Regions from separate parts of the Mus musculus genome. Here regions 2, 3, 4, 5, 6 and 7 are each linked to region 1. Evidence: chromatin contacts called from public Hi-C, HiChIP or PLAC-seq and promoter capture Hi-C data. All regions are on one chromosome and are shown on one strand. Each heading gives the region's core, a stretch centred on a gene start, on an enhancer-like site or on the middle of the called end of the contact. The rest is flanking DNA. Distances are from core to core; before and after follow the strand shown. Region 1 holds the start of Snx22 (sorting nexin 22). Region 2 holds the start of Clpx (caseinolytic mitochondrial matrix peptidase chaperone subunit). Region 3 holds the start of Rasl12 (RAS-like, family 12). Region 4 holds the start of Rps27l (ribosomal protein S27-like). Region 5 holds the start of Car12 (carbonic anhydrase 12). Region 6 holds the start of Lactb (lactamase, beta). Region 7 holds the start of Pdcd7 (programmed cell death 7).

Region 1 (2,700 bases), core at 117-2,616:
CTAGCACCACAAAGTGGGCAGGCTAGTCAAATAACTATCACTGTTAGAGGAAGGAGTCCACACACACCTCATGAAGAAAATACAGGAAAACACCCTAAGGGTGAAGAATCTACTCATTGGATTATTCAAAACTTTCAATAACCCAGATAGAAAAGTTCGTACTCATTTGGATAAAGAGCCTGAGATACTGAATAACAACCCCAAGTTGTGGGACCCAACACACTCCCACATCTCTAACTGGGTCTCCCCTGGTCCCTCAGACTTAGGGGCAACCAAGTGTACCCCGTGCACACCTGGATGTAGGTCTCTAATCCCTGCCGGCGCTGTTCCAGTCCTCTGGTCCTCCAGTTGGGCAGGCGTTTTGAGGGAAAGTCAGGCACTTTGTACCGTTTCTTGATCTGTACATCAGTTACAGAGGTGAGTTCCCAGCAAAGCACTCAAGCCCACTGCATCTAGCTGAGGACTTTCTCCAGTCCTCTCTATATGTCTGTCTTTAAGCTTCAACCTGGGACAGCTGGCAAGAGGTGGTTGGGACAGAAGTGACAAGCCAGAGAGTGGAAAGGACGCACACGGACAAGGTCAGTCTGAGCTGAGCTCTAGCCATTGCGTCCTCCCCGCGAGGGGCCCTGCAGCCCAGGGGGAGTCGCCTATGATCTGCACCCTCCTGGGGGCTGGGACAGTAATGGGGGTGACCAACCAGAAGCTGGGATCAGAGCTCTTTCTCATGCCACCGAGGGACCTGGCCTGGAGCCAAATCGGTGGGTAGTCCGCGACATCTCACCCGCTTGTGTAGAGCGTGGAACTCGCTGTAGCGCCGCGGCACGGTGTGTCTGCGTCCGCTGTACAGCACCTCCACTTGGAACACCTGGCGGGCGGAGGAGTGCAGACGGCGGGTCCAAAGGATGCAGTAGGACCCGCGCCGCGAGACGCGCCCAATTTCTGGTGTTAGAAAGGCACAAAGCCGACTTGGCGTGCCACCATCAGGGAAACCCCTTCCGAACCCCAGACACACCTGAAAGAAAAGGGTAACCGGCCCTCCCCTCTGCTCCAAGCGACCCCTCAAGAGCCCAAACCATTGTCCAAGGGGCTGGCAAAGCCAAGTAACCCCGAACCTTTGCGACGAATGTCCTAGCCCTGAATTCTGGGTCCCTTTTGCGCTGATCGCGAAGATAATCGGTAGATCCCCGCACACACTCTTCGTCCATTTGCTCACCATGTGGCCTTTCTCTGGACTCTGCCTGGGCCCTTCGGCCTCGGGCCCCACCGAGGGAATGTGAACTTCCAGCATCCGCGCCCCGACCCGGCTGCAGCCTCTCCCGGATCGAGCGCTTGGGCACCCGAACTCCCTGGAGCAGCCAAGCAGCCCTAAGAGGCTGACCCGCCCTCGGGCTCCAGGCCCTGCCCCCGGGCCGTAGGCTCCGCCCCACTCTCTGGATTTTTCAGCCCCAGGCTCCACCCTCTGATACGGGAGCCCGCCCTCGCCACGCCCAGGGTGTTCCCTGGCTCACTAAAGTCCTGAGGCCAGAAGATAACACCATGGGTCGCCATGCAAGGGAAGGAACCTTCAGCAGGGTCACCCATTTGTCAAACATTTCCCTAGTATCCCAGGTAGTCAGCCGAGGTACATTTTACCTGGTCTCTCTAAAATTTCACCTGGTCTTTGTTGAATGTCCTGGATGCTAAGGTGTCAGAGGAAGGCACAGTGGGTTTCAGGTCTGGGCTTCCGGTTAGGACCATCCTTGTTCTTAGAGAACCTAGCCACCACAACCTTCCCTCTTTCATGTGGTCCCTGGTAGCACCACCTGAAGACTCCAACTGAGGTAGTGCCGGGGTGAGGCTGGGATCCATTCTAGCTTTGATGAGCACCTACAAACCATTCATTTATTCCATCCACCCGTCCATCCATTCATCCTTCCTACCTTAGCATGCCTAGTTTGCTTCAAGCTAGTGTATGGGGAAGAGGCAGTTTAAAAACCCAGGCTTGGCACTGAAAGTCGAATGGCCTAGATATCAAGAACTGTGTGGAGTTTCTGCACAGCTGTAAAGCAGGTAACATAAGTATAAACACTGAGTGAAGCTGGGCGGCACGGGCCAGGGGTTCCACTTATCTATGAGGCTGAGGCAAGAGAATTGTTTGAAACCAGGAATTCAAAGTCAGCTTGAGCAACTCAGCCAGGACCCAATAGTGGCTTCCTTATGGGCTTGTTCAGCTGGGATGGATGGGTGATGATGGACAGATAATAAGAAGTAGGTACAGAAATGTGTGTAGAGAAGAGGAACAAAAATGAGTGTAGAGGCGGTGGCCCCAGCTGCTCTCATCCGCCCTGCTGGTCTTCTTCAGAATGTAGTAGGATTTTTGTTTGGCACATTGCTTAGTTTGGGTTTGGTTTTTCTAAATATGTAGATACGTTTTCTCTGTGTAGCCCTTGCTGTCCTGAAACTCCATCTTTAAACCAGGCTGGCCTCTAACTCAGAGATCTGCCTGCCTCTGCCTCCCAAGTACTGGGATTAAAGATGTGTGCCTGCCTGGCTATAGTAAGATTTCAAGACAGAATGATCACTTCATGTGTAAACACAGAAATGGCTTCCATTTCTACCTCAGCCCCACACTCCTTACTGGGCTCTAGGTAAAGTGCTCAATGGCCCAGTGTTCTGTTCTCAAACTGGGTCATGTGTGATGGTTATTCTGAATTGCCAACA
Region 2 (2,700 bases), core at 16-2,515, 780 kb before region 1:
CAGCATCCATGGAGGGAGAGCTTCTGAGAGAGTCTAAGAACACAGTTGGAAAGCAACATACTGAGAGGACTTGAGTCTCTCCTCACAACTGTATTCCTGGATGCAGCTGAAGAAGGAGTGGGTCTTAGTGAAGAAAGACAAGAATTCTCTTTCATCTCTGAAACTTTACCATGAGGTGTTACCACGAGTCAGCTCTCTAAGAAAGAACCCTGTAGTAGTATGAACCACCTGGAATTCCCCTTCTGTGAGCTAGACCCGGGGAACTGGAAGTCACTTTTCTGGCTGGAGATTGACGCTGGTTAATGTAAGTGAACTGGTGTTGATCCTGGCTTAATTCTCTTTCCTCACAGTTTCTGTCTAAAGGTTCCAGCAGGGTGTGGTACAACTCGGTAGTCTCATCTAGAGGTGGGAGCACAGGCATCAGATGTTCAGAGCCATTTTCAGCTACAGAACAAGTTCCAGGCCACCTAGCAATTTGGCGGCTAGAGTTGATGATATATATATAATTACTCTGGCATAAATTCCAAACCAAACCCAAATAAAACCCATATGGTGTTAGAGGCAGTACTCTTAAATTCGAGGTCAGCCTGGTCTACAGAGGGAGTTCTTGGACAGCCAAGGTTACACAGACAAACCCTCGCTCAGAAAACCAAAACAAAAATCCACACAGGCAACTAGCCCCGACTGAAAACTTTATCATCACAAAGCTTGAAAGAGCAAGGAAAGCTAGCTCTATCCAGCTTGTTGCTCGGAGTGGGAGTGGGATTAGGAGACCATTTCCATGCTGCAAATGAAACGAAACAGCGAACATAAAGGAAGCCAGGATATAGAGTCCATGAAGGAAGGAACTTGCCGAAGTGCAAGCGCCTGGTAGTTACTGTCTGTTTATAATTATTATGTGGGATTATGGTCTTTACCACTGAATTACATTCTTAGTTTTCGGATCACTTAAAAAAGATCCTCACCTTTTTGCGCTTTTATTTCCCCTGCTCCTAAGAAGCGTAGGGTCAACTCCCGACACGGCGCGTGTCTCTTTGGGTCTAAAACTTTTTAACATCCGAATAAAGAGACTTCCCGAGAAATTAGGCGACCGCAAAATTTTGGGTTCGCCGCTTGCCGTAGCGCGCTCATTGGTGCCCAGGTTACCGCCCCATTCTCTGGAATCACGTTAGTCTCCACGCATGCGCAGCGTAAACTCACGCCTCCTCCTGGGTCTAGGACGCAAGCGCGCGCACGCTCCCCGGCCGGGGTGGGCGGGGAATGGGGGAGAGTAGGGAGGGAGGGGAGGAGGGGAGGAGCCTACTCCGGTGAGTAGAAGGCGGTGGGACGCTGGGATCGTCCAGGCCTGGCTGCCTGGTGGGGAAAACGCTGCGCCAGCATAGAACCGACGGAAGGGAGCGGAGCCAGTCAGCGGAACACTCGCGCGACACGATCGGGTCGCTGAGCCCCCTCGATCCTCAGGGCGCGAAGCCCTGGCCTAGGCCCCGCGGAGATGTCCAGTTGCGGCGCTTGTACCTGCGGCGCTGCGGCCGCCCGGCTTCTCACCACTTCGCTCACCTCCGCGCAGAGAGGTAACGAAGTAGTCCCGAGCCGGTGCCCGCTCTGGGCTCTCGGCGAGTGAACCTGTGGGGATCCCGGGGGGAGAGGAGGGCTTGAAGGCTGCGAGGCGCTACGAGCCTCTGGAGTACCTGGCTGTCGGATTGGAAGGAAACCCGGTGGGCTATCGCTGGCCTGTGAGCTCTCGGGCCTTCGGAGTTTGGGGGCTGGAATGAGGCCATCTCGCCTCAACTCAGGGAGAACAACCGAGTGCGACGCAACACTCGTTAAAAGTGTCCCCCGTGCAGCCCTTCTTGGGGCCTGTCACTTTTGGGGAGTCTGTGCCCGGTTGTCGGGCTAGTCGCCTGGACCGGCAGCGCAAGGGTGTCACTGACATTGTGCGGTCTCGGGGACGACAAGACGTAAACACAGCTCGCTGGCCTTCCAGATATTTGGGAAACTTGGGGTCCCAAGATATTTGGGAAACTTGGGGTCCCAAGAAAGCAGCGGGGAGGTGGGGCGAAAACGACCGCTGGAATTCCTGAAATACTTAAATTTAGCAACAGTCATTCGCCCGCTTCCCCAGCTTGACAGCTGGGATCAGCCTCTAAGAGTGGAGTGGCTCTTGTTTACTTTGCTTCTCTATTCATCAGGACCTGTGACAGAGTGCACACCTGCCAAGAGATTCCGGGAATGAAACCCGTTTTTCTTTCCCACAAGTCTATGCATATCAGATTGTAAGGCTAGGTCTTGTTAGGCTCTGAACTTACAGATGTCTTTTCATGACGATCCTTGGATCAATAAAAGCAGTTTTCCTTTTTTTTTTTTTTTTGACTAATTCTAAAATCATCATTGTCTACTAACTGTATAATTGGCAGTTTATAATACACATGAAATGGAGTAACATAGGCGGAAGCATTTAGTATTGACACGTAAGTGTAAGATTTAGTCTTAAAACATTGCCACACCTCAAGTAGGTGTCCCAGTTCCAGAGGTTTGATTTGTAAACACTGGAAAGAAACATAATTTTAATGTATTGTTTGACCTACATTCGTTGAGGGCTTAAGGTATTACAGTTTGGTACTAGGGGTATTAAATTCATCATGTTTAAATTTGGTTGACAACAGCATTAAAAAGGGTACGTGTTTTAGACAGGAGGAGTTC
Region 3 (2,700 bases), core at 122-2,621, 670 kb before region 1:
TAATTCTGATTCTGGCTAACTGTTCTTGCTAACTGATATGTGTCAACCTGGGAAATAGTTCTGTGCTGAAAAGCTCACCCTGAGAAAGGCCCAAGGCTACACTGGGATCCCAAACACCCAGTGTAATTGCTGCCTAACTAACAAAGACTTTCTATTAGCTTAACAGCTATGGAAGCAGGTGGATTCCCCTCACAGTGGGTGAATGGGTGACAGCTCACCATTATGGGCCAGGAATGGGATGGAGCTAGTATGCCCTTCCCTCTCCAGCATCAGTGTTTTCCAGAATACAGGCCTTCAGGGTTCTAGAATTTACTCAGGCCTGCCAAAATCACACCCCAAAATTTGCATTTATCTGCCCATTGGTATTTATAGACAGGGACATCAAAACCCAAAGAAGGGCTGGTCCATTGCTGCTATTGCGTTGCAAAAAAAGAAAAAAGAAAGAAAGAAAGAAAGAAAGAGAGAAAGAAAAGAAACCCAAAGAAGTGGGTGATTTTCCCAAAGTTATCTCAGCAACTAAGCTCTTGTGCCCTATCTCCAGCATAGCCTGATCTGAGACCCCAGGGAATGACCCCTACTTCATCAACCTCATCACCAAGCTCAGAACTGCTGTCCACTCCAGAACAAAGAAGACACATTCACATTTTACTCCTGTCAGGGAGAAAAAGTATTCCAGGATGGATTAGATTTCTGGAAGCCAAACCTGTAGAAAGCTTTACGTTTTAGTGGCATTTATCAATTATACATAATAATGAGTCTTGATGTGACATTTTCACACATGCATCTAATGCATTTTGGTCATAGCCACAGCCCCCATAGTCCCTCTCATGTCCCTACCACTCACGTATCCCCTTCCTCTTCCCAGTTACCTTCCTTCCAATTGTCATACTTTTGATTAATTTTTGGCGAGCCAATGAGTTCAAATAGGTTTACTTACAGGAGCGTGGGTGAGGTGTTTTATGTTTGGTTTGAGACAGCCTCACATGTAACTTAAGCTACCCTGGAATAGCCCAGGTTGGCCTCCAATGCACCACTGCTGCAACCCTCCTTCAGCTTCCCAAATGCTGGGACTAGAAGCATAAAACACCTGGCTAGGTCATGAAGTCTTAGCAAGGGGCACAAATCCTTTGTCCCAGGAGCCTGAGTTCTGCAGCGATGCTACTTGGAGTCGCCCATGCAAAACACAGAAGTAAAGTGCTGAGGGTGAGCTGGCTGTGGTCTAAAGCAAAAGTGACACAGAGACCCACCAGGAGGCAAGGAGTGCAACCCTGGTTGCAGGGTGCTCTGGCTGGGGGCTCAGCGGCTTTTAAAAGGCAGTTGGAGCATGGAGGCCACGCCCCGTCCACGCCCCTCCTCCAGCGGGCGGACACCATAGTCTGAGTGACTGGGGGCGTGCAACTAGCAGCCCATCGGGCCGGGAGACCGGCGTGGCCATCTGCAGCTTCGCCATGTCGTCGGTGTTCGGCAAGCCCCGAGCTGGCAGCGGGCCGCACAGCGTGCCCCTGGAAGTTAACCTGGCTATCCTTGGGCGCCGCGGAGCGGGCAAGTCTGGTGAGTAGCTTGGAGAGCGGAGGATGAGGGCAGCTTCATCCACCAGCTCTCAGGGGCTTGCTTCTCCCGGTGGTTGGGTGAGTCCCTAAGACTGCTTTTTGCCTCAGTTTCTCTGTTGCAGGCTATCACTCTCGCCTTGCTTCTCCATCGCTTTGGTTATCTTTAGCTGCTTGCCTGCCTCTGCCTCTGTTCTCGGTGCCTGTGACTCCTGTCCCCCCCCAAATTCTCTCTTTGTGTTTCTCTTAGTTCCTCTACTTATCTGCATCCCTAGGACCAGCAGCCAAATCTCATCAGCTGACACTAACGAGACCTGTTGGCGCTGGTCTCCAGTCCTGGGTCCCCTTTGAATTCAGTGGCATCTTTGCTACTCCTTGATCTGTGCTGTCCACCCCACCCCCTCCAAGAAACTTAGTAGAAGTCATTTGAGATTAGAATTTCTCAGGCTTGGGCCACTCCTCCACTGCCAACCCTTGGGACTCTGAAACAGACTATTCTTATCAAATGTATTTGTTTCAAGCCAGACCCCTCTTGACTTTCAAGAAAGTCTGTAGTCCCAGGTGCCAAGACCTTGTCCTTGGGAAACCTGGGATCTTGGGCTACTACTAAGATAATTTCTGTCATCCTAGACCTTCATCACTTCTAAAAGTCATCACAGAGACCCCAAAAGGAGTGTTTGCCCTGCTCTCTGACACTTAAAGACCCAACCAGCTGAAGATGGGGGACCAGAAGGGGCTCCTCTGGCTACCCAGTTCCAGCCTACAGCGAATGGCCACCAGGCCTGTGAGCTATGACTTTCCTTCTCTTCCTTTCTCTGAGATTCTCTGAGGAAGTTTGAAGTCAGCACTCCTGGCTCAGAAGTGGAACCCAAAACACGGTTTTCCTTTGAAAACCAGCCTGTTCCCAGTGACTCAACCAATGGTCAGCTAGTGACTACACGGATGAAGGAATTCTCTTTTATTTTTGAGGCAGTCTCATGTAGCCCAGGCTGTCCCAGAACTTGTTATGAAGGCAAGGATGGCCCTGTATTCCTGAATCCTCTACCTTCCTCTTCCAAGTGCTGGGTTTGTAAATGTGTACCACCATTCCTGGCACTGGTAAACTTGGGGATGGAACCCAGGGCTTCGTACGTGGTAAGCAAACACTCAACCA
Region 4 (2,814 bases), core at 168-2,667, 880 kb after region 1:
TTTTCTGCAATGAGGCCACACCTCCTAAGCCTCCTAAGCCTAAACCGCACCAACTGGGTCTCAAGTGTTCAAATGGCAGAGACTAGGGCAGGCATCTCATGCAGACTGCAGCCTTAACTGTACTCGTCAAGTAACCACAGACCATGGACATTGAGACATTGGAACTTCTAGGACCATTATTTTCCCCGTACACACATAATAATTTACATAGTTATCTATATCACCATATTTAGTATTGACTTACAGTTTATTCATTTTTGGTGTTCCAGAGATGGCCCCATATGGCTGAAGATGATCTTGAATTTCCAACCCTCCTGCCTAAACCCCAAGTGCTGGATTATAATAAGTGTGCCCCATACCCCTAGATGTATCCAGTGCTGGAAATCAAACTCGGGGTTTCTTACTTACTGGGTGAGCACTCCTCCATGAGGGAATGCGGTGTTTTAATTTTCTTCTGCTTTATGCAAATTGAGTATTATACATCTTTTTTTTTTCCCCAAATTGGTAGGACAGTCTTAGGGTCAAGCTTATAAATGGTGTATGTGTGTGTGTTTAAGCCAGGGGGTCAATATCAGGTTTCTTTCTTAGGTGCCACCTACCACGTTTTCTGAGACAGAGGCATATCAAACACAGCAGCAAATGGGATTTGTTTAAAAAACTATTTCAGAGCAAAGCAAACCGGAGGTGAAGCCTATCCGGTGCAGAACTTCAAGTCTCACTCCTTAGAAGGCACAGACACAAGACTAGAAGTTTGTTTCACAACCCGTCAGTGGGATCTTTCTAGTTAAAAATTATTTATTTAGTGGTGTTAGGGATTTAACCTAAGGCTTCATGAAGGCAAGGCAAGCATGCTATTAGCTGAGCTACACCTCCAACCCCAAAATCAGATTTTTAAATTTAATTATGAGTGTGTGTGTGCGCGCGCGCGCATAGGGAGTGCAGTGCCATAGAGATCAGAAAAGACCTGCAGATCTCCCTGGAGTTGAGTTTGAGGCAGTTTCGAACCGCCCAGCTCGGTTCTGAAAACCAAACCCAGATCGTCTGCGGGAGCAGTACACAGTCTTAACCAACACACACTCTTAAGCGCTGAGCCAGCCCCCTCCCAGGCTCGCCTATGGTGTTTGTAATACAGCGAAGAACAAAGATTATTGTTCCGTGTGTCCCCCTGTCCGCTGCCCCGCACAATGAACAGGGGAGACCAGGCTAGTTGCAGCCTCGGGTCTGGTTTCCCTCTAATGCCTAATGCCCGGGCCTCCGAAGCCCGGCCTGGGTGCAGGGCGGAGTCGGAGTTTAACGCAGAAGCCATTTAAATGTCCCTCATTGGACTTGGCCCGGCGGTCAGGGCGGGAGCCGTACCACTGAGACGGGAGCCTAGAGCGGTCGCCCCCGCCTCCACTCCTCTCCACTCCTCCCCGCCGCCTCTATCCCGGAAGTTGCTGAGGGGCGCTCGAAAGCGAGCAGTTCGTCTCGGCGACCTGGAGCGGCCGCGCTTGCGGAGCCGTCACCATGCCCGTAAGTTTTTGACTTTGGGCTCGGGCTTGCTTTCCTTCAGGCTTTCTGTTAGTCTGGCGCCTCGGCAGGCGGCTAAGCCCGCGGCGTCTCTTGCTCCTGCGGGCCGAGGCATGGCGGGCTTGTTGAGACTTGTCCGGGCGACACGGCGCGGCATGGCGTGGCGGGCCCTGTCCGGGCTCGCGTGAGTGGCCAGCCCGTGGGGTGCAGCTCCCAGCTCACCATGGGCTTCAGGGTCACTAACGGGCCTCGCAGCTTCCGACACGTTCACTCCACCCCGGGCGAGCATGCCGCAGCCCTGTGCTGGCCATTGGATGTGGAGCCCCGGGGCTGAGGTCATCCCGGCCTTGTTCTGATCTGCTGCGCTGCGGCTTCGGGGAGGCCCGAGCCAGACGCTGGTTTTTACTTAGCTTTGATGGCTACCCAGCCAAACGACAAAGGGGTTCTCTCTCCCATATGCTGCCCGAGCGCTGTAAAGTGCCAGGAAAGGACTGGCAACGTGTGGGTGAAAGTGGTCCTATCTTGAAAAGTTAGGGTCTTAAGTACCCCCTCTGCGGAGTGTGCCTGTTGCTCCTGCTTTGCGTTCCTCGTGTGATTCGGGCTGCCACCCGTGTACTGTGACTCCAGTAGTAACAATATGTTTCCTTCCACAGCTGGCTAGAGATCTGTTACACCCTTCCTTGGAGGAGGAGAAGAAAAAACATAAGAAGAAACGGCTGGTTCAGAGCCCAAATTCTTACTTCATGGATGTGAAATGTCCAGGTATAAAATTTCAAATTTCCCTGTCCTAAAGGACGTTTCAGGAAAGATTCACACTTTAATAAGTCAGGATCCACTGTTGACTAGAAATGACATTACAGAATTGTCATAAGGGTCATTTTAAAGAAACATACTCAAACCTTTGTAGAAACATATGGGAGCCAGGTAAAGGATACGTTGACTTAAGTCTTTAACTTAAGATGATCATTAAGATGATGAATTTTCTTTTTTGCAATGCAAATAAAATATATGTTGATTCTTCATTCTCAAACTGCTGTCTGATGTGTTTGCTATACCATATGTGTCTGTTTAGTACTTAACATGTGGAAATGGAAACAGAATTTAAGAGTAAAACACTACACTGAAGCTATAACTTGAAACAGATGACATGTCTGTTACATGCTGAAATGTTAACGGTTCTGGAATACTAAATTTAATGTTTCACCTTAAAAAAAACAAGTGACTTCTAGAATAATTATTGTTTACAGAATTTACAGGAAATTCTGTTAAACTTAAGTTCTGTTAAAACATCACTTAATATATAAA
Region 5 (2,700 bases), core at 33-2,532, 640 kb after region 1:
TGACAAAATTGTCATTGTAACAACTTCCTTGAAGAGATTTCAAGCCCTTTATTACCCATACAATAGTTGAGCTGTTAGGGACAGAACAATAACACCCCTTGAAATGCAGGCGACACCTGCTTCCTGGTGGTTCTCGGCTGCTCAGTCTCTCCAAGTTGTAGGTGAACAAATGGCCTCTTTGGTCACCAAGGCCAACCTGAGTTGTAGGTTGAGTGCCAGAACAGATGGGGGATGGGGGAGGGCTGGGCTGGTTGACTTGGCCCAGAGAAGAGGGCATGGCGGGCCAGGTTACAAACATGGGGTTATGTACTATTCCGTATGTGTAGGCAGCAGGAGACCAGGGTTAGTAGGAGCAGGAAACTGAGCCCCACACCTGAGGTGGTAGAGAGATATGGAGGAGCCAGGGAAGCAGAGACCATCTCGGGCGGGAATAACAAACAGACGATATAGGAGGTAAGGGTGGGGAACAGCAGAGCAGGAGGCCAGGAAGATTCAGCTCCGCATGGGCGGGCTAGACACAAACGTGATCAGAACAACGGGCTCCTGTCTAGAGTGTAAGTGTGCATATTGCAAAGCAAGCGGAGATTGGAGAATAGTGGGCAGGAGTAGCAACAGGTGATAAACCAGCATTGGAAACAGCCTGGCCACTGGTCCACATAACCCCTAGCCTGGTCTCTGATGCTTGTAGACACTCGGTAATAAAGCAAGTCCTTTTCTTTCACCACTACTTCAGAGAGGGCACCTTCTCCACCTGCTGCCTACCGAAGATGGGCTGATCCTGTGAATTTGCACAAGGAGTAAGCCTTGTCTACATGCCTCCTCCTCCTAAGGGAAATGCTAATCGCCAAGAAAAGCGACTCATTTCTGTGAATCCCTTTATCTTAGTTTCCGATTCGCAGTCTCTTTGTGGTTTCGTTGAGAAGAGCTTAATCTGGATGTGATGTGTAATTCACAGCTACTTGGCTAAGACCAGGCAGAAACATTCAGACCCTGAATGAGGCTTTGGCCCAAACAGCATTCTATGCTGGGGCTTTCAAGTAAGGGCAGTGACAGACCACAGTCACATCTAGGGAAGTGAGTGCTGCACGGGTCCCTGACTTTCCATACCTCCCTGTGAGAACTGGCTCCCCCAAGTAACCTGTGGCCCAGAGGACCGCCGCAGTGGGCCACTGAGGACCACTTAAGTCAGGACCTCAACTCACCTCGGACCTGGGGCTCCTGCCCTCCGGTAGGCTGGGCTTTCTGCCCCGCCCTCCTGCCTGATGACATCATGTTTAGGGTTGAGTCGCGGCATTAAAAAGCAGCCTACAGGCAGCCACGAGTCTACACAACCAACGTGCACGTCTTGGTCCCAGGCTAAGTGCACACTGTGCTGGTGCGCCGCTGCCAGCTCCGAGCGCCCCACAGCTCCGAGTGAGTGGCAGCTTTGAGTCGCCAGGACAAAGATGCCTCACCGCAGCCTGCGCGCGACTGTCGTCCTCCTGTTGGTGATCCTTAAGAAGCAGCCTTCCAGCTCAGCCCCACTCAACGGTAAAGTTTCTGCTTACTTAAAAAAAAAAAAAAAAAAAAAAAAAAAAAAAAAAAGAGTCCTGTGCACTGAGCCATGCCTGGGCAGAGAGAGGATTTCTGCCAGGCTCTTGCAAGATAAAGTAAAATCACTACTGAGCGAGTAAGGAAGTTGCTGTGTGCCTAGCACATTTTCAAGAAAGGATGCTAGCTTTGGGATCGTTTGGGATGCACTGTTAGCTGAGGTTAGTTGGAGGCACTTTTTTTTAACGGTGCTTGGTGCACAGTTGTAGTTACTCATTTGCCTCTTTTCTGAGCACACTACCTCTGGAGATGGGGCTTGGAAACTTGCTAGCCAGGATCCCGGAACCACGTGCAGAGCGCTGAGAAAGGACTGTCTTCCTGTGTGCTGTGATCCGCAAGAAGGGGTGTCTGGCTGATCGTCAGAACCCTCAGAGAGGCAGTTAACCAGTAGGTTTCACACTCCGTGTCCAGGGGATAATGTAGCCCACCGTTAGTCATTGTCTTTCCCCTCGAGATCTCTGCTACACTGAACCTACATGTGTGCGCACATGCCTTATTTCTAACTGTAATAAGGGGCTGAAACCCGAAGGGCAAGTATGCTGAACAGGGTGTCAGGTTGAGGTGGGAAGAGGAGCCTGAATTGTGGGCTCATGTCCAAAGCCTGGATAATTAACTCCTTTGGAATAAGAAAAGGAAAAGCAAGCTTTAGCCTGCCTCTCCCTCAGGCTACTACTAACCTTAGGGAGAAGGTGGGGACTGGGTCCTGCTTGTTTGTGTCAATGGGTCCCCACACTGTGGTGATACTTGTTCTTGGGTTGCAATAGAAGGGACCAAGAGTGACCCCAGTGGCTGAACAATGATTCCCCTGGCCAGGCAGCGGGGAGAGAGCCCAGCTCCTGCCCAGCAGTATCAGAGCTCTGCTCTCCTTCCCCCCTTGGAGGACCACACTCTGCCGGTGGGCAACAAGCCACTACCCCTTTACTGAACCTTCATCGACTGGCTGGCAGGATCTGCCTACTATCACCTTTCCCACGCAGTCAGGAAGAAGCAGAATGTGGGAGAAGTCCCACAAAAGTGGCGATCAATTTTGAAAACTGTTAACTTTGGGTTGCTACTAACTCTAAAGGAATCTATAGAGACTGAAGTTCACCAGAAGTCGTTTTAGCACCA
Region 6 (2,818 bases), core at 127-2,626, 910 kb after region 1:
CCAGAACTTGTACCCAAAAGCAAGCACCAACTGAGCTCCATCCCAAACCACTTCAAGCTTGTCGTTAAAAACAAAACAGGTAACACTCTGTCTAGTAAATGTAATAATAAACTGTAAATCATTAAGGACCAGGGATATCATGTATTCTTAATACTTGGTATAGTGCCTTTTACAGAAGTGGGGAATAAAAAAATTACAGAATGAAAGAATAAAAATATGCAGAAACTGACATTTTAGTTACTAATAAGGGTTATCTAATATGTAATAGTGGTAATTTAATGGATTGTTCTACATTCCATTTTCAGACCAATTCTTAAGAGTAAACTGGGAGAAGAAACAGCATTTTGAACACATCCACGTACTTGAGTCACACAATTTAATTATTTACTTTATTTTGCCCTCACACATGGAGGCTAAGCAAGTGAGCTTCCACTGAGCTATACTCCTAGCCCAGTTAGTTACATTTTAAACTTTCCAGTGATAAATAAAACAGCCTGATTATTCTAGGGATACATTGTCTCTACAAATGTGCCACTTTTTGCAACTCCAACCTGTAAAACATCAGTATTTTATTTTACCAATAACAAAATGGGCTACCTGCTGAACTCACCTTCTGACCAGACTTCTTTTCCATCTACAGAAACTCCAACCACGATGCCGGGGGCACCAACCTCATCCTAAGAGAAAAGAAAGACCCTGGTGGTTCAAAAGTAGACTGACTCCGCCCACTCTGCGGTCCCGCCCACCAGGAGGGCAATGGTTCTGCTCCGATTGCCCTGGCCGTCGGAGTGCACAGGACTCTAAAGGGGAAGGGGCGGGCCCCTCCGCGACCGGTGACCTCAGCTGCTACTTGAGCAGCCCTAAGAGCGTCAGCCCGCGGCCAGGCAGTCAGAAAAACGGAAGCCGCCGCCCTGACGCCCACTGGGCCCGCACCTTGATCCGGTGTAGCAGATCGCGGCTGCTCTCGATGGCTCTGGAGAAGCCCCTGGCTGCTGGCGGCGCAGGCGTGTGCGGGCTCCCCGGGCTCAGGGCCTGCTCGTGCGATAACTCGGTAGTGCCGGACGCCTCGGGGTCCGCGGGGGACTGAATGGGGACGGCGCCCCGCAGCCCGACCACCAGCTTCGCGCCGAGAGCCAGCCCCAGCCCGAGCCCCAGGCCGCCGGCCCAACCAAGGCCCAGCACAGGCAGGCCCGGTCGCCTGTGCGCCCCGCGCCGCCCTCCGTCCCAGGCTGGGCCTGCGGTGGCCGCAGCCCGAGCTGTCACGCTTGACAGGAGCCGGTACATGTTGCCTCCGCAGAGCCGGCTGCCTCCTAGCTTGCTCCGGCTTGGCCCGCGGCGGGCGGGACGAGGGGGCGGGGCTGAGGCGGGGCTTTACAGTACCTCTCAGTCAAGGCCGGGTGGGTGAGCGACGAGCGCATCGAGCGCCTGGTCCTCGTCTCCTTTCTAGCCTTCTGGCTACTAATCCTCTTTGGTTCCACCCCTCCTTTTCTTGCTTTCTTTTCCCTCCCTCTTTTTCATATCTTTCTTCCTTCTTTTATCTTCTCCTTTTCCTCTCTCTTCTCTCCCTTTAGCTCTAACCTCCCTCTCTTGTTTTCTTTTTCTCTCGCATCCCACATTCCTCCCTCTATCCTCTTTTCTCTTTCCCTCTCTTTATTTCTGATTCTCTCCTCTTTCTCCTTCCCACTTTAGTTTCTACCTGTCCCTCAAGCCTCTCTTTTCCTTTTCTCCTCCTCATCTCTCTCCTTTTCCATGCTTCTTCTCTCTCACAACACACATGATATCCTTAGACAAGTCTCCTGTCACAGCAACACCCTCTTGCCACCTTATGCCTATGTTAACAACACTCGCCCCTTTGTTTGACTGAGATGCACAGTGGTTAAAACACTTGCCATGCAAACACAAGGACTGGAATTCAAATCCCCAGTATCCGGGTGAAAATGCCCAGTGGGCATGGCGCCTACCTGTAACGGATTGAGAAACCCAGCCTCAATCCAAAGTTAGAAGCGCAATTATAGATGGTTTCCAACATAGTCTGGGACGTTCTCAGGCAAATGCTAATATGCATGTATATACATGCACACACACAAAAGTGGGAAAAAGCAAACCTGATGTGGGTTTTTTTCATTCTTTTAGGAGAATTTTATGTCTTGACTCGCCTTCCTGCCCAGTGACAATCATTCTAGCAAACATTAATCATCGTAACTGCTCTGGAGATTGGTTGTGTTGTCTGACATCAGTTCCATGAGGAAACTGGAGTAAAGGGAGGCTAAGGGATTTGTCTAAATCTACAGAGTTGTCAGGTGATGGCCCAGAAATGTACCTTCTCAGCCTTCCTCTCTTGTCAGAGGGTTTGAAGGGTTCTACGATCAGAGGCGTGGGCGGTGAATCAGCTTCCCAGTGGTGCGATGGATGCAGCTGCAGCTAGTATTATTACATGGCCAGGGTCCACTGGGCGCTACAGCTGCCCTTCCACACCCAGTCCTGTTCTCTGAAGCAAACTCTAGCCAGGCTACTCTCAGTTCTCTTCCTGAGTAGGAAACTCTTCCACAGTTTCTCACAGCTCAAGGCTGCGTTGCTAGAGTGACCCTATCTTTCTTCAAAATACCTGCCTGAGAAAGATCAGAGTTTCCAAACGCAGTTACTGTTTGTTCCAACCACCACTGGAAAACAGAGCTCCTGTCCCCCAGTCTGTGGCAGAGGGTAGGAGCCTCACGTCATAAGTGCCAAATAGCAAAATGGGTGGATTCATGTGGACCAAAACCCTTTCTGCTTCTTGTGACTGTCCACACTCCTGATCAGCTCAAGTTGTCACCGCTCG
Region 7 (2,784 bases), core at 72-2,571, 720 kb before region 1:
GATTTTTTGGGTTTTGGGTGCACACCAAATCGGGAATTGAGTGGGGGTTTCCCCACTAGGTTCTATCAATATGACATATGGACACTGTAACATCTATCTCTCCAAGACCACCTAGCTTCTCTTTGTGTTTCTGTGTTTTACACCCTGCATTCTTTCGACCCCCAGCAGACATACTGCAAATCACTAGTACCTGCTGCTTCCATCCTGTGTTCCTCTCATAACTTTTTGTTGTCTTTCAGATCTTAGCCGGAGCTTCAGACCGTGTCTCTAGTCCCTCTAGAACGTTAACAATCATCAGGATTTCTGAATTCAAGACTGAATTGGAGAGGCCAAACCTACTCCATCTTGGGACCAGCCTCCATCTTCAAGAAAAGAAAAAAGCAGAACTCAAGCTGCACCAAAATACCAGAAAGGACCCCATGGCTTGTCCTTGGCCAGAGTTAATCCCTAGCTACTTCCTAGCAACAGTTAATCAAAGATTAGTTTGATTGTTTCAGATGTACTTTCAAACTGTTTGTGATCAAATGCACGATTCAGGGCACCCAACTATTGGCTTATAGTCATTCTATTAGATGCTTGCCAGACTGGACAACCCCTCCCTCGCTTTGAAAGAACCTAGTGGGGAAACCCCCACTCAATTTCCATTCGGAGCGCACCCAAGAATCACGAACAGACAACCATCTTGATGTAAAAGCATGAGGTAGTTTAATGACGGAGCTCCGGGCCGACATATATCTCCCTCAGGAGACAGAGGTGTCGACCACATGGTGGAGCCATAATGGCAGAGCTCCGGTTCGAAACGTATCTCACACAGGAGACAGTGGTTTCGACTCTGACGCTTGGAAGCTAGGGATTTTTATAGAAAAGGGATGGGGCTGGGGGAGGAATTGGCGAGGTTTCACATGATTGGTTCATTTAAACATCAACAGACTGTCAGAAGGGCGGGAGATAGGGGGGCATGTCCTGGCCTGTTCTGCTATGTTCTCAGCCCCAGGTTTCAAAGCTCACAAACAACTCTTTGGGCTATTTGACATAAATTACATGAATCACATGTCTCAAGTTTTATTTCCTTTCAGCTTTTATTTTTCTATAAAAACTTGTTCTACTGAGGGTTCAGGGCTGCTCCGCCTTCTCTTTCTGTCCTGCTGTGTTAAGGTCGATTTGGAGGAGAGCCCGAGCCTGAGCCCGAAATAAACCCTAACATCGGAGACGGATCCTTGGTGGTTTGGGAAGGTTCAAGCTTCCTGGCACGACAAACCAAGGTCCTGCACTACGCCTCGCTTCCGGGAAGTGAGTCAAGCACCGGTCGCACGTTATACACGTCACTTCCTCCTGGAACCCGGATAAAGAAGTTCCCAGATTACTGTCACTGCTCCCAACCGCTGCACTACAGACATGGCTCTGCCACCTTTTTTCGCCCAGAGCCGTCAGGGACCTCCCCCTCCGCAGCCACCGCCTTCCGCTCCATTCGGCTGTCCGCCCCCGCCGCTGCCCTCTCCGGCTTTCCCGCCGCCCCTTCCCCAGCGACCCGGCCCCTTCCCGGGGGCTTCCGCCCCCTTCCTCCAGCCTCCGCTGGCCCTGCAGCCCCGCGCGCCAGCCGAGGCCTCCCGCGGCGGTGGCGGTGGCGGCGCCTTCTTCCCGGTGCCACCCCCACCGCTGCCGCCGCCGCCGCCGCAGTGCCGGCCCTTCCCGGGGCCCGACGCCGTCGAGCGTCCACGGCCACCGCCTCCAGGTCCCGGGCCGCCCTGGAGCCCGCGCTGGGCGGAGGCGCCGCCGCCGCCCGACGTGCTCGGAGACGCGGCCCTGCAGCGCCTGCGTGATCGGCAGTGGCTGGAGGCGGTGTTCGGGAACCCCCGGCGGCCCGGTGGCCTCCGGACCCCGCGCACACCCGCCGGGCCCAGCCTGGGTGAAGTCCGCGCGCGGTTGCGTTCCGCTTTGCGTTTGGTGCGGCGGCTACGCAGCTTGGGGCAGTCCCTGCGCGAGGCTGAGGCCGACGGAGCAGCCTGGGCCTCCCTGCACGCTCAGGCGGCGCCACTACGAGCGGAGCTAGCGGAGCGGCTGCAGCCGCTGGCCCAGGCCGCCTATGTGGGCGAGGCGCGACGGAGGCTGGAGAGGGTCCGGCGCCGCCGGCTGCGGCTTCGTGAGAGGGCCCGGGATCGGGAGGCTGAGCGGGAGGCGGAGGCCGCGCAGGCCACGGAACGGGAGCAGGAGATTGACCGCTGGAGGGTGAAGTGCGTGCAGGAAGTGGAGGAAAAGAAGCGGGTGAGAACCAGTATGCGCTCGGTGGTTGGAGCTGTGGTGTCTGGAACTCGAATCTGCGTGCTAGTTAACTTGTATGCTTATCCGCGAAAGCTAGCCTTTGCCACTTCTTTGCTCTGTATTCCTTGTTGACGATGTGTGGTGCATAAAACTCTAGAATTTGGACTATAAAGTCCCTTAAACACGCGACAGGTTTACACTGGTGCATTTCTGGGAGGACACACCTCTTGTGTCCTGCTTCAAAGTTGGATCCACTTACTGAAGATGCAGAGCAGTATCTTTTATACTGTCCTAAAGCATGCAAATGTAGAGGACTTGGACCACACCTAGAAACCTTTATAACATAATTGGCTGATGAGGTTGATAATAGTTCTCTCCCGGGTTCATTTGTTTTGGTTTGATACTATGAATACCAGTGTATCCGGTGGAGTGGGTCTGTCTGGATCAGGTGTTTCCAGGTACTTGGCCTCTTACTCAAATGATTGAATTAAGGACTCACACAAAATTGTAAAAATAGCAGGAAAA

What was found. Promoter capture Hi-C pulls out the DNA fragments that hold promoters and counts their contacts. A called contact is a pair of places that touch in the nucleus more often than the background predicts. HiChIP or PLAC-seq counts read pairs in DNA pulled down with a chosen protein or histone mark. Capture Hi-C pulls out chosen DNA fragments and counts their contacts.
Region 2: a contact with region 1 is called in an H3K4me3 HiChIP or PLAC-seq map of bone marrow-derived macrophages, with 6 times the contacts expected there. The contact joins the promoter of Clpx here to the promoter of Snx22 in region 1. A contact is called at or near these places in 1 of 39 promoter capture datasets (erythroid cells), 2 of 484 Hi-C or Micro-C datasets (CD8 T cells and regulatory T cells) and 3 of 115 datasets of contacts at active chromatin or transcription factors (bone marrow-derived macrophages, large pre-B cells and memory CD8 T cells).
Region 3: a contact with region 1 is called in a promoter capture Hi-C map of embryonic stem cells, with 2.6 times the contacts expected there. The contact joins the promoter of Rasl12 here to the promoter of Snx22 in region 1. A contact is called at or near these places in 2 of 39 promoter capture datasets (embryonic stem cells and liver).
Region 4: a Hi-C map of B cells shows a contact between it and region 1, with 14 read pairs. The contact joins the promoter of Rps27l here to the promoter of Snx22 in region 1. A contact is called at or near these places in 3 of 39 promoter capture datasets (HPC-7-derived erythroid cells, embryonic stem cells and pre-B cells), 1 of 15 datasets of contacts at CTCF or cohesin (large pre-B cells), 1 of 484 Hi-C or Micro-C datasets (B cells), 6 of 115 datasets of contacts at active chromatin or transcription factors (astrocytes, embryonic forebrain, embryonic midbrain and 3 more) and 1 of 9 other capture datasets (embryonic stem cells).
Region 5: a promoter capture Hi-C map of liver shows a contact between it and region 1, with 2.3 times the contacts expected there. The contact joins the promoter of Car12 here to the promoter of Snx22 in region 1. A contact is called at or near these places in 4 of 39 promoter capture datasets (the C10 cell line, liver, pre-B cells and 1 more).
Region 6: a contact with region 1 is called in a promoter capture Hi-C map of liver, with 3 times the contacts expected there. The contact joins the promoter of Lactb here to the promoter of Snx22 in region 1. A contact is called at or near these places in 5 of 39 promoter capture datasets (embryonic stem cells, erythroid cells, liver and 2 more), 3 of 484 Hi-C or Micro-C datasets (CD8 T cells and embryonic stem cells), 1 of 115 datasets of contacts at active chromatin or transcription factors (large pre-B cells) and 1 of 9 other capture datasets (liver).
Region 7: an H3K4me3 HiChIP or PLAC-seq map of fetal liver shows a contact between it and region 1, with 2.9 times the contacts expected there. The contact joins the promoter of Pdcd7 here to the promoter of Snx22 in region 1. A contact is called at or near these places in 6 of 39 promoter capture datasets (the 3T3-L1 cell line, erythroid cells, hippocampal neurons and 3 more) and 3 of 115 datasets of contacts at active chromatin or transcription factors (bone marrow-derived macrophages, fetal liver and pancreatic cancer cells).

The regions. Positions count from the first base shown.
Region 1 is chr9:66,068,393-66,071,092 of GRCm38.p6, forward strand. It overlaps Snx22 (sorting nexin 22), which reads right to left and starts at 1,367. Exons shown (of 6, transcript NM_001379335.1): 1 at 1,214-1,367; 2 at 782-865; 3 at 294-398. The coding sequence starts at 1,288.
Region 2 is chr9:65,292,995-65,295,694 of GRCm38.p6, forward strand. Clpx (caseinolytic mitochondrial matrix peptidase chaperone subunit) reads left to right here and starts at 1,266. Exons shown (of 14, transcript NM_011802.3): 1 at 1,266-1,571. The coding sequence starts at 1,493. It also overlaps the pseudogene Gm16218.
Region 3 is chr9:65,397,117-65,399,816 of GRCm38.p6, forward strand. It overlaps Rasl12 (RAS-like, family 12), which reads left to right and starts at 1,372. Exons shown (of 5, transcript NM_001033158.2): 1 at 1,372-1,551. The coding sequence starts at 1,449.
Region 4 is chr9:66,944,669-66,947,482 of GRCm38.p6, forward strand. It overlaps Rps27l (ribosomal protein S27-like), which reads left to right and starts at 1,418. Exons shown (of 4, transcript NM_026467.5): 1 at 1,418-1,512; 2 at 2,163-2,271. The coding sequence starts at 1,507.
Region 5 is chr9:66,712,404-66,715,103 of GRCm38.p6, forward strand. Car12 (carbonic anhydrase 12) reads left to right here and starts at 1,283. Exons shown (of 11, transcript NM_178396.5): 1 at 1,283-1,530. The coding sequence starts at 1,446.
Region 6 is chr9:66,974,108-66,976,925 of GRCm38.p6, forward strand. Lactb (lactamase, beta) reads right to left here and starts at 1,377. Exons shown (of 6, transcript NM_030717.1): 1 at 934-1,377; 2 at 611-677. The coding sequence starts at 1,284.
Region 7 is chr9:65,344,747-65,347,530 of GRCm38.p6, forward strand. It overlaps Pdcd7 (programmed cell death 7), which reads left to right and starts at 1,322. Exons shown (of 5, transcript NM_016688.2): 1 at 1,322-2,262. The coding sequence starts at 1,396.